Linked DNA regions of Mus musculus: all the other regions are linked to region 1. The links are chromatin contacts, called in public Hi-C and promoter capture Hi-C maps. All regions are on one chromosome and are shown on one strand. The core of a region is the stretch at or near the end of the contact, and the rest is flanking DNA. Distances in the headings are between cores, read along the strand shown.

Evidence for each region. Promoter capture Hi-C pulls out the DNA fragments that hold promoters and counts their contacts. Hi-C and Micro-C count contacts between places; a contact is called where the count stands out from the background.
Region 2: a Hi-C map of B cells shows a contact between it and region 1, with 11 read pairs. The contact joins the promoter of Timm50 here to the promoter of Yif1b in region 1. A contact is called at or near these places in 1 of 39 promoter capture datasets (liver), 2 of 484 Hi-C or Micro-C datasets (B cells and CD8 T cells), 1 of 115 datasets of contacts at active chromatin or transcription factors (pancreatic cancer cells) and 1 of 9 other capture datasets (adipose tissue).
Region 3: a promoter capture Hi-C map of neural stem cells shows a contact between it and region 1. The contact joins the promoter of Zfp30 here to the promoter of Yif1b in region 1. A contact is called at or near these places in 1 of 39 promoter capture datasets (neural stem cells) and 1 of 115 datasets of contacts at active chromatin or transcription factors (pancreatic cancer cells).

The regions. Positions count from the first base shown.
Region 1 is chr7:29,236,388-29,240,411 of GRCm38.p6, reverse strand. Yif1b (Yip1 interacting factor homolog B (S. cerevisiae)) reads right to left here and starts at 2,089. Exons shown (of 8, transcript NM_001110201.1): 1 at 1,976-2,089. The coding sequence starts at 2,021.
Region 2 is chr7:28,310,276-28,314,299 of GRCm38.p6, reverse strand. Timm50 (translocase of inner mitochondrial membrane 50) reads left to right here and starts at 2,254. Exons shown (of 11, transcript NM_025616.3): 1 at 2,254-2,375; 2 at 3,281-3,431; 3 at 3,973-4,004. The coding sequence starts at 2,268. Gm51445 (a long non-coding RNA gene) reads right to left here. Exons shown (of 3, transcript XR_003946618.1): 1 at 3,540-4,024; 2 at 3,152-3,210; 3 at 1,527-2,215.
Region 3 is chr7:29,782,161-29,786,184 of GRCm38.p6, reverse strand. Zfp30 (zinc finger protein 30) reads right to left here and starts at 2,217. Exons shown (of 5, transcript NM_001360208.1): 1 at 1,284-2,217; 2 at 1-10.

The sequences.
Region 1 (4,024 bases), core at 840-3,339:
GAAGGAAGCTGCTTAGAACCGGAGATCCTGCCTCTCCCTCCCAAGCGGCTGGCATCTCAGGCTTGTACCACCCATCTTGGCCCTGTGATCCTCTGATACATTTATCTTTTTGGTTTTGGTTTTTCGAGACAGGGTTTCTCTGTGTAGCCCTGGCTGTCCTGGAACTCACTTTGTAGACCAGGCTGGCCTCGAACTCAGAAATCCGCCTGCCTCTGCCTCCCGAGTACTGGGATTAAAGGTGTGTGTCACCACTGACCAGCTTGTTTTTGTTTTGTTAACAAGTCCTCACTATGCAGCTCTTGCTGTCCTGGGACTCACTCTGTAACCCAGGCTGGCTTTGAACTCATGGATAACCCTCTAGCCCTTGCCTTACTAGTGCCTGAATTCCAAGTGCCCCCCAGGTGCATCACCTGCATGGTCCCTTTTCATCCTCTGCCCAAGATCAAGGGCCACCATGCTGAGAATCGAATTCTAACACCTCCTCAGCCCTGTCAGCACCCCTGGCCCCAAGGTCTCTCAGGTCCCAACGTAGACAAACCCCTTGCCTTAACACACAGTACTATCAACCTAGAACCATCCTCCTCCAGGAGCCTGCTGCGCCACACTAGGGACTCTGCTCAAATGTTCTCCCTCACTGTCGCTTCTCATAATGGCCAGGCTCCTGATTTCCCTCCTCAGCATCAACTCAATTGTGTATCTTGTTGGCACAGCCTTTCTCTCCAGGAATCCCTTAGGTCTTTCATCATTAGGCATGCCCTCTTCAAGGACTCAAGGATACTTCCAGTCAACAACTGAGTTCCACATCTCCATCCCAGCCCCAACCTATCTGCCTGTGCACTCTACATCATCTGTCCAGCACTCTATTAAAAGGAACTAACTCATCTTTGTGTGTGTGTGTGTGTCCGTCCACCATAGATCCATCTCAGGTAGTCAGGCTTGGTGGCAAGTGCCCTTACTGGAGCCATCTCTGGGAATCCACCCCTGACTTCTCACACTGTTTACTTTAAACACATGTTGCCCAGGCAGGCATTCAAAGTCGACTCCCAAGTGCTAGGGTTACAGGTGTGCACCATGAACCCTCCCCCATGCTTCTATCACAGCAGTTCCATTGCTCTGTACTGGCAGCTTTATGACAGGAATAAATGCTAGCTGGTCACATATCACAGGCCGGCCAGACACTAAGGAGTGAAGGGGTAAATGGAGCCTCCTCAAACCCTAGTCACAATCAGGACTACACACACACACACACACACACACACACACACACCACACACACTGGTTCTTACTACTCTAGTTGACCGACAAGTTTCCTTCCTTGGAAAGTGTCTATCTTCCTCCTGAACTCTAGCTGTAAGAAAGCAAGGACCAGGGCTTTGGTGGTTACTAGTGTGTACCCAAATTCCAGCCCAGGGCCTGGCACAGGGTTCACAGGAGCAAGTTATGTTAGATGAATAAATGAAACAAACAGGACATAGATATTGAGAGACCAAGAGGAATTCAAATTTACATCTGGGAAAAGAGGTTAACGAAGCTGGAAAAAGGAGGTTAGCAGGACAATAAGTACTGGTTGTGTTCTTAAATGGGATGTAAATATGGCCCTGTCCGCACAGGGAGTGCCCAGGGGCCGTACTGTGGAGCGTGGGTGACAGTTCCTAAGCACTGAAGAGTCTCGGAAAGGTGGGTAGCACAGGAGGTCAAATCGCTGACTGCAAATGAATGGAAGTAGCGTTTCTCTGAACACCGCACTACATTTTCCTCCAACTTGCTTTCTTTTAAAGGAATTTTTTTTAAAGAACCTACCCGCGATGCGCCCCCTACCCGGACTTGGCATCCCTGGGCTGTGCACACCTAGAAACTCCAGGTCCGGGATCTCGTGACCTCCGTCCGACCTGGAGTGACCTCGCCAACCGCCGCGACGGCCCCGCCACACCCCTCGCCCGCCCGATCTCCTCAGCCAGCCACGTACGCCACTTACGCAGCCGGGGCGTCCCCGCCGGCGCCGCCAAACCTGTCGCGTGCATGCTTTAGATGCCACGGCCGAGAACGCCACAGCCGCAGTTTGGAATGGGCCCGCCCGGTTCCCGTAGCCACGCCCCAGTAGTATCGAGAGACCCAATAGGTCTCACGATAGCGCAAGAAAGCCACACCCTCTGGAGGGGGTGCAGCCTGGTTGAGTGGGCGTCGGCTTACATAAGAGGCGGGAACTGAGGCCAATGACGTAAGGGAAGAGGCCGTACCTTAGCGGCAGCAGGGCGGAGCTTGGTGCGATCTAGGAGGAGAAGACTTCAGGCAGGAAGGAAACGTTCCTATTGTTGAGCCCGAAGTCGACGGAAAATGTAGTTCTTTACAGGCAGGCACTCGATTTAGTTAACTGAGAGCACAGGGAGGCTGAAGAAGCGTGAAAGGCGGGGAGAATGATGGATTATTGCAGTTATGCCGGCTCATCTATCGTTTACACAGACGCAGCACTCATTTTTATTATTTATTTATTTATTTATTTGGTTGGTTGGTTGGTTTTTTTCGAGACAGGGTTTCTCTGTGTAGCCTTAGCTGATTTGGAACTCACTCTGTAGACCAGGCTGGCCTGGAACTCACAGAGATCTGTCTGGCTCAGGATTAAAGGAATGCGGCACCAGGGCCCATTTAGGCTGAGAAACAAAGTTTAGCTTAGTGGATCACTTCTGTATTCCCAATACTGAGGAAGCTGAAAAAGAAAGTCATGAGTGGGCTGGTGAGATGGCTCAGCGGGTAAGAGCACTGACTGTCCTTCCAAAGGTCCTGAGTTCAAATCCCAGCAACCACATGGTGGCTCACAACCAACTGTAATGAGATCTGACGCCCTCTTCTGCTGCGTTTGAAGTCAGCTACAGTGTACTTATGTATCATAATAAATAAATCTTTAAAAAAAAAAGTCACGAGTACTGGCTTTGAACATAGTGAGCTCTAGTCTTACAAAAAAAAAAAAAAAAAAAGATTGGGGCTGGTGAGATGGCTCAGTGGGTAAGAGCACCTGACTGCTCTTCCGAAGGTCCAGAGTTCAAATCCCAGCAACCACATGGTGGCTCACAACCATCCGTAACAAGATCTGACTCCCTCTTCTGGTGTGTCTGAAGATAGCTACAGTGTACTTACTATAAATAAAATCTTTAAAAAAAAAAAAAAGATTGAAAAAGAGGCCCTCAGCATATTAGTTCAGAAGAACTGGTAACTTTCTTCGAAGGTACCTTTAGGCAATTTCCCAGAAGTTCATAAAAATGTTCTCACATGGCTCTTTTCCTTCAAGCTTTCTGTCCACCAGAGGTGCATACAGCCCTCACAGTTGAATGCACACAAGCACAACTTTGAGCATAGAACCCTGAAAACTAACTTCCTCCTGTGTGTCCCTCAGTGTCTCTTTTTCTCTTCCTTAGTATGCCCCTACCTCTTTTGATTTGAGAAAGGGCATTACACAGTCTAGGTTGACTTCGAACTCATTAAGGTAAAGACATCCTTGAACCCTGATCTTCCTGCTTCTACCTTCCAAATCCAGGGATTACAGTGTGTGCCACCACGACCCATGGCTGGCCCCTTCTGTCCTTTTTTCTGCTTATCAAAGACAAAAAAAAGTCGGAAATGCCTCTGGGAAGTGATAGCACTCCAGAAGGAGATGGTCAGCAAATGACCCTGTCCTGTGGCTTCCCTTTCCTCTTCTGCAATGGCTCCTTAGGGAGGAAACCTGTGTCAGATGCAGTCCTTTGCTGAGATACATCCACATCATTTTGCTTCGTGTTAGAGTCTGACTCCTAGGCACTACCTCCACTTCTCATTCTCAGCCTTCTTCTTGTCTAAATCCATCTATCTGTGACCTTTTTAAAAAATCAATAAGGCAGACATTTTGGGCTTGCTGTAGGCCTCTTGTGTGAAAAAAAAAATTAAAAATATATATATATATTCATCTGTCTATATATAGGTGTCTGTTGAATCCCTGCGTATTGCAGAATCCTCAAATGTGCATGTCTTTTATATAAATAGTGCAGCTAGGTGT
Region 2 (4,024 bases), core at 1,005-3,504, 930 kb after region 1:
CTAGGACAGTCAAAGCTAAATAGTAAGACCCTATGGGGGGTGGGGGTGGACAGGTATACTCAGCAATTCAGCTGGGACACAGCTTAATGAAGAGTGCTTTACAAAGTAGGTGTGGCACCATGGCTTTAGAAAGCCAGTCTGTAAAAAGTAACAGGTAAGAATGGAGTTTGGGGGCTGGAGAGATGGCTCAGCAGTTAAGAGCACTGGCTGCTCTTCCAGAGGTTCCGAGTTCAATTCCCAGTAATCACATGGTGGCTCACACCATCTGTAATAGAATCTGATGCCCTCTTCTGGAGTGGCTAATGGAGACAGCAATGTACTCACACAAAATAAACAAATACATAAATCTTTTTTTTTAAAGATTTATTTTATTAATATATGTAAGTACACTGTAGCTGTCCTCAGACACTCCAGAAGAGGGAGTCAGATCTTGTTACGGATGGTTGTGAGCCACCATGTGGTTGCTGGGATTTGAACTTTGGACCTTCGGAAGAGCAGTCGGGTGCTCTTACCCACTGAGCCATCTCACCAGCCCCATAAATCTTTTTTTAAAAAGTAAAAAAGAAAAAAAAAAAGAATGGATTTTGGACTGTTCAGAACTTACCCAGCCTATGGTGAAATACAAGGGAACAATTAAGACCTAGATCTAGAAAAAGAATCTGTGCCACCACTCCCCAACTTGATAAAACTAATTTTTAGGCCAGGCGTGGTGGTGTACGCCTTTAATCCCAACACTTGGGAGGCAGAGGCAGGCAGATTTCTGAGTTCAAGGCCAGCCTGGTCTACAAAGTGAGTTCCAGGACAGCCAGGGCTATACAGAGAAATCCTGTCTCGAAAAACCAAAACCAAAACCAAAAAAAAAAAACAAAAAACAAAAAAACCCCAAAACCTAATTTTTAAAAAATGAAGATATATTTCATGAATACCTATGTTCCCTCCACACAGTTATATCAATATAAGGCAAACAAGACTTACCATGTCAAGGCAGTGTTTTGACCACGGGCATTTTCACCCAAGTTAATGTGAGGAAAACAGCCTAGTTCAAATGACTCAACTTTGATTCCTTGGACTCTCGGTGGAAGCTGAGAGCCGACTCTTGAAAGTTGTCTTCTGACCACGCCCTGTGGCATGAGGCTGACTGAGCACACTTAAGCAGCACCCCAATCCATTTCATTCCACTCCAGAAATAACAGCTCTGAATTCTGTGTGGCTTTCCTTTGCCCAACTTTGTAGTTTTACTATCTTAGTGCTTTGGATTTTTTTGGGTGGGTGGGTGGGTGTCTTTTTTTGGAGACAGGGTTTCTCTGTGTAGCCCTGGCTGTCCTGGAGCTCACTCTGTAGACCAGGCTGGCCTCGAACTCAGAAATCTGCCTGCCTCTGCCTCCCCAGTGCTGGGAGTAAAGGCATGTGCCACCAATGCCCTGCAGTACTTTGGATTTTTAAAGTTTAAGTGTAAAAATCTGACTTTTTTTTTCCCATTGAAAACAACTTGTGGGGGCTGGAGAGATGGCTCAGCGGTTAAGAGTACTGGCTGTTCTTCCAGAGGGTCTGAGTTCAATCTATAAAGAGATATGATCCCCTCTTCTGGCATGCAATTGTACCTGCAGACAGTGCACTCATACATTTAAAATGAGTGAATGAACGAGTGAATAATAAATGATTAAACAAATAAAGGAATGAATAAACAAACAAATAGAAAACAACTTGGGCAAGACTCATGGTGGCTCCCGCACCCCTAATTCACTGCTTTCTTAATCACTCTAAAGCCTAAACAAGTCAGCACGGAACGTTCCTTTGGTTGAATCCAGATGAGTGGTAGATCCAAATGAGTGGTTGGGCAAAGGAAAGATACTCCAGTCCTTTCTACAAACTCACGGCGTTAGGGGTAAAAAGAGATCTGGAGACGGGAAAGAAGACTGGTTCAGCCTCCTGGTCCACGTGAGAAAAACTGAGGGATGCTGGGTCAGCTCACTTTTTGGGCCTCTGTCCATTTCTAACGATGGGAGGTGAAAGGCAAAGTCCGAGCGACTGGATGGTGGCGGTCCTTAGGGCCCCAGGGGGCGTGGTGCCAGATGACAGTATTCCAATTTCGCGCTCAGCCAGAGGAAAGACCGACTAGGAGCGCACCAAAGGTACTCCGCCCAGTTCTTTTTGTCCCTCTCGGGTTCCTGTCCACACGCACTACCTCAGCGATCCCATTGGTCGTAGTCCTCGCCTGGGCGGGAGAGAGGGAGCGAGTGGGCGGGGCCGCGTGGCGTCAGCGCAAGATGGCGGCCTCGGCGGCTCTGTTCTCGCGCTTGCGGAGCGGGCTCCGGGTAGGCGCGCGGGGGCTGTGCACGCGGCTAGCGCCGCCACCTCCCCGCACTCCCGAGCAGGTGAGCGGCGCCGGGACGCGCGCCCCGATATGGGGCTTCTCTCTAAAGTTTTGGGCGTCTGGTGGCAACCCCGGCGGGTCTGGGAGACCGCACCTCAGGGTGCTGAATGGGACGGAGCCCGCGTTTTCGATGTTTCCATGCTTCCTGTGTGGACCACAGTTGCTCCCCCGGGGCTGGATTATGGAGGCCCGGAGTGCATCCCCTGGAGCCCAGGTCTCAACCACGTGGGTGCCGGGAGAGGTCACCTGTTCTGATCTCGGTGACCATTCAGGTGATACTTGACGGGGGTGGGGCCCAGGGCGCTAGGGACCCAGGGTCTGTCCCAGTGACATTTCAATCGCCTCCTTGAGCGAGAGGAACAGGAAGGATCCAGCCTGCCGTCCGTTCCAGCCTAGCCATTCTGACCTCCAAGTCCATGACTTTCCGTTCCCAAAGTCCCAGACAGGAGATTGCCTCTCCTCGCTCTTGCTTCCTTCCCTTCCAAACCCCTCCATCTTGGGCTCTGGGTATCCGGATATCTTAACTGTTCGTTCTGTCCCTTGGGTGCCCTCTGTCCCTTTAGTTTTGACATCTCTGTGCTAGCGCGCGCGCGCACACACACACACACACACACACACCCATCCCTTATTCTCCTTGCCCTACTCTTCCTGGCTCCAGACCCTGCAGTGCTATTGCTTCCAAGACCTTGAGCAATTTGCCCTTTCAGCTCTTGAACCCCTGTGATTCTCTAGACAGTTTAGTTGTGACTGTCTGAGGGGAGCAGCCTCTGAACTCACCCCTTCAGGGACACAGTTTTCTGCTCTGGATGTCCACTTCCTGGTTCTTGATCTTGAGGCTGCTTGGACAAATTTAAGTATTCTGTTATTTCTCTCTGTGTGACCTCTCCTCCATCCCCCTCCACTCAGGTCACTGAAATTGCCAACCGTGGGGGCTCCAAGGCCCAGGGGCCACAGCACCAGCCAGGCTCCGAGGGTCCCAGCTATGCCAAAAAAATTGCGCTCTGGATCGCCGGTTTGCTCGGAGCTGGTGGGACTGTCAGCATCGTCTATATTTTTGGTGAGAGACATAACCCTTGACTGTTGGCCCCCAGATTTCTACTGTGAACCCCCCCTTTCTTTCCCCATACTCAGTTCATTACCTGGCTCCTCCAACTAGGATACTCACCTTGAAATTCAAGAAGTCCTCTTCGACCCCTTGTACTTAAAAGTTCTATCCTCTAGTTGTTCCCTGTACCTGAATTCAGGAACTAAGGGAATGGTGGGAAGAGTAGGGCTAGACCAGTGTGCTTGGTTTCAGTCCTGGGACAAGGGACTGCGGTTCGTATTGGTGGAGAAATAACCTGTCACCGTGCCTGAAGCTATGTGTCCATCTCAGCAGCAGAAGTCTACCTTCCCCTTGTGTGTCCAGCTCAGCCCCAGCCCACTTGGAATCCTGACCCCTAACCTCTTCCTCCCTTTATCCAGGAGCTGTGCCTCTAGCCATAATCCCTTTGAGTGGGGAGTCCCCACCCCTCACTCTCCTCCCCCCTCCAGACCCAGTAGACACTGCTCCAAGGCTCCAGTTTTCTTCATTTGTCTCTTGTCTCCTTCCCTGGCAGGAAACAACCCTGTGGATGAAAATGGTACCAAGGTGAGGAGAGTGAGAGGCAG
Region 3 (4,024 bases), core at 968-3,467, 550 kb before region 1:
TGTTCTAGAGCTTCCAAAATGTAAAAAAAAAAAAAAAAAAAAAAATCAATGTATTATCCCGTTTCTCCCTTCTTATACACAACCTGCCTTCCAACACACAAACTGAGAGGTGAGAGATAACTTATACAGAAACCAAAAACCTCCTCAAAACTACAGGGAACTCAGCTGCAAAATGTGGCTGTGAGACCTCAGTATGCACCAGGATCACCTAGAAGACTGCTTAAAACAGATTTGGGTAGGGTGGGTGGTCAGGTGGCTCAGTGGTTAGGAGCACTGGCTGCCGTTCCAGGGAACCTGAGTTCAGCAGTCAACTCCCACGTGGTCCTTACATTTGTTACTCCAGGTCCAGGTGACCGGACGCAGTATCCTGGCGTCCTCGGACACATGTAAGAGGTGCACATACATAAAAATAAATGTTACGAGAAAGAATGTGCTCTCCTGGTCTTTGTTGGCTTGTTTTTGCAGTCCTCTGAAGCCTGCAGTCCAGCCGGAGCTTGCTAAGTGCTCTAGCCCTAGCCCTAGCCCTGCCATTTCTCACCGGCACCCCCAAGAGATGCATCGGCCGCCGCCGCCGCTGCTCCAGTGCCACACAAGAATGACCAGTGTAGCCTGGAGAGGCCCTGAGTTCAATTTCTAGCAGTCGCACCGTGACTCACAGCCATCTATGCTGGGATCTGATGTTGCAGATCGAACACTCATATACATAAAATAAATAAATCTTAAATAAAAACAAAACAAAAAACCCGAAAAGTGTAGGGGCTTGAGGAAATGCCTCAGTGGTCCCTCCAGCCACCACCTCAATCATTTAAATACATGCTCGTCCTTGACCAATCACACATCAGACTTTAGCAGACATATTTCCGTATTAGAGAATCCTAAGAAAAACAGGACATCTAAATGTATAGCACGTGGGTGCTACATAACCATAGAACCGCAGGCGCTGCGCACTCAAAGAGGAATCCTGATTAAGTCTCTGCCCACTGAAAATGCAGGGAAATTCTCAGACCCAAAGCAATGAATAGTTCGCTTTTTTTTTTTTTTAAAGACAGGGTCTCAATGTAACCCAGGCTGGCCTTGAACACTTGGTCCTAGTGGAGTGGCAGTGACACCACTCACAGTTGAATAAAACATTTTCACAAACGTCTTTCAAAGGGAAGGAAATTAAAAAAATCCATACTCAAAACAACAACAACAACAACAGCAAAAACAAACAAACAAAAAACCAAAAACGAAAAACAAAAACTCAAGCATTTCACAGGAACACAGAAGTTCTAGAAACTCACACATAATCTCTGTTTTAAACAGAAGTAGTAGCTGCTGGCTTCTAGGGTCTCTTCTGAAGACTGGCAGACACTCCAGGCCTTGTTTCTTTTCTTTTCTCTTCTTTCCTTCTTCTTCTCTTTTCTTTTTCTCTCTTGCAACCCAACGTTAGGCAGTAGAGAATGACCTTGAGCGCCTACTCCCCCTGCCTCCACCTCCCAAATCCCGAGAAGTCAGGTGTATGCCACCACGTCCTCTGGCCTCACCCCTACGCTTTTCTGAAATTGATCAGAATCCCCTTCCAAGCTTCAGGGCTCCAGGCTGACCCCATCCGTATGATCCCAGCAAGCGAGATAGACTACAGCAGCCCACAGTCACCCGTGCCCGAGTTTGCTGCTTCGGCCACTCTGCTTCACCAGTTACCAGTCCGGGGCTGCCCAGCCTTAGGTCCGAGGTGTCCCCCGGTTCTCTGCTCCCCAGGCCCGCCGGGAATCTAAGGTTCTGCACAGGGTATCTCCACCGTGCAAGTCGCGGCCCCCGCCTTCCCTCTCGGTCCTTGTCCACAGCCAGGCCGGGGTTTAGGTGCAGCGCGTCAGCACGGCAGCTGTACCCACGAACGGGCCACCTGAGTCCCAGGGGTCCTCAGAGCGGGTCCCCGGAGAAGAGCGTAGGCCGCACGAGACCGGGGACCACCCAGCTGACGGGTATCCCGGGAGGGTGGGTTGCCAGCGCGGTCAGCGCTGCAGCGGCGGCACCAAAGTGCTACGGACGGGACCGTGGTACTGAAGGCTCTGGGACATCAGATCTCAAGCCTGAGAGTCCGACTGCCACTAGCTTCTTTGACTAGGTTCTGGGCTTCCAGCCCCGCGGAGGCTGCGAGCCAGGCCCCTAGCTCTTGGTCAGGGGAAGGGGGTTGGAGGTGGGGCTGTGTGTGTCTCTTTCTCGCTGCTTCAATGCGCATGCGCACAAGGGAGCCGCAGGGAGGCGGGGAGCCTTCGGTAGCATCTTGTGCAGGCCTGGACAGAGGGAGTTTGGTTCCAGGATCCAGGATTGGGCAGAAATGGCCAAGTCTTTAGGCCTACAGCAGTAGCTCTGGCGTTGAACAAACTAACCCCCAGATGCTTTGAGGTCCAGCGTGGAGCGTTGGCTGAACCACTTATACTAGTTTGGGCATCTATTGTTTGTTTTTAAAGCTGTGGTCTCTCTAAATGACCCTGGTTTTCTCTGTGGACACCAGGCTGACTTTGAAATTGAAGTGATTCTCCAGTAAGCTTCCTGAATGTGGACATTAACGGCACACACCACCACACCCCCGCCCTCTACCTGAGTTTTTTCTTTTTCTTTTCTTTTTTTTTTTAACCAGTTTTTCTTTCTTCTTAAATCTCTATTTGAGACAAACTCTCTCTATGCAGCCCTTGCTAGCCTGGAATCTGTGTAGACCAGGCTAGCCTGGAACTCTGAGATCCACCTGCCTTTGTTTCCGTGGTGCTGGAATTAAAGGTGTGCACCACCACTTCGGACGTGGTTTTCTTTTAACAAAGCAGGCTTGAGTTTTTGTTGTGGCTGTTGTTTTGTGGGTTTTTTGTTTGTTTGTTTGTTTTGTTTTGTTGTTGGTTTTTTTTTTTTGTTTTTTCGAGACAGGGTTTCTCTGTATAGTCCTGGCTGTCCTGGAACTCTGTAGACCAGGCTGACCTCAAACTCAGAAATCCACCTGCCTCTGCCTCCCAAGTGCTGGGATTAAAGGCATGCGCTACCACCACCCGGCTTTTTATTTTATTTTATTATTTTAGGCTTGGGGTTTTAGGCTTTAGCATGAGGAGAGGGGCTCCGAATGACGGCACCTGAAATCGCAGTATGGGCTTCTCTGAAAGAATAATCGATTGGGTTTTCATGTTATTCTTATGTTCTTGTGGTGGTTTGAATAGGTATGGCCCCATAGATTCATGCATTTGTATGCTTGCCCATGCCAAGTAGTGATTTTATGTGTGGCCTTATTGGAGGAAGTGTATCATCACCGTAGAGGCGGGGCTTTGAGGTCACATATGCCCAAGGTACACCACATCTGCCTGCAAGCCTCCACCTTTCCCGCAGGACGATGGTGGACTGAACCTCTGCAAGCCAGCCCCTATTAAATGTTTTCCTTTATAAAAGTTGCCCTGGTCATGGTGTCCCTTCACGGCAATAAAACCCTAAGAGAGTTATGTTAGAAAGAGCTTTCCTTTAGCCCGTTTAATTTAGTCTCAACAGCACATATGCATAGATTCTTAATGAGTTATAGTTAATTTAATTCTTTTTGATGCCTATTTTTTTCCCAAGATTTGGTTTGTGGGGGCCCCTTTAGCCTGACATTGGTGGGCTGTTTATTTGAACGACAGCCCAGGCTGGCCTGGGACTTGTGATTCTGCTGAATCAGCTTCTCCATTCAGCTGGAATTACAGGTATTAGGCACCACCCTGGGTTATTGGGTAGCTTGTCTTCTGATAGGTTTCTAACACTGATGAGGATGATGATGATTAGTATTATTAAATATTATAGCATTTAATAATTGAGGGGTCTGGAAAGGTGGCTCAGTGCTTAAAGGACTGACTGCTCTTCCAGAGGACCCAGGTTCAGCTCTCAGCACTAACATGGTGCCTCACAATTGTCTGTAGCTCCAATACCAGGAGATGCAATGACTTCCTCTGGTTTCAATGGGCAACTGGCAATGCATGTAAGCAAAACATTGATTCACATAAAATACAAGACAAAAAAAACTACAGAGCAA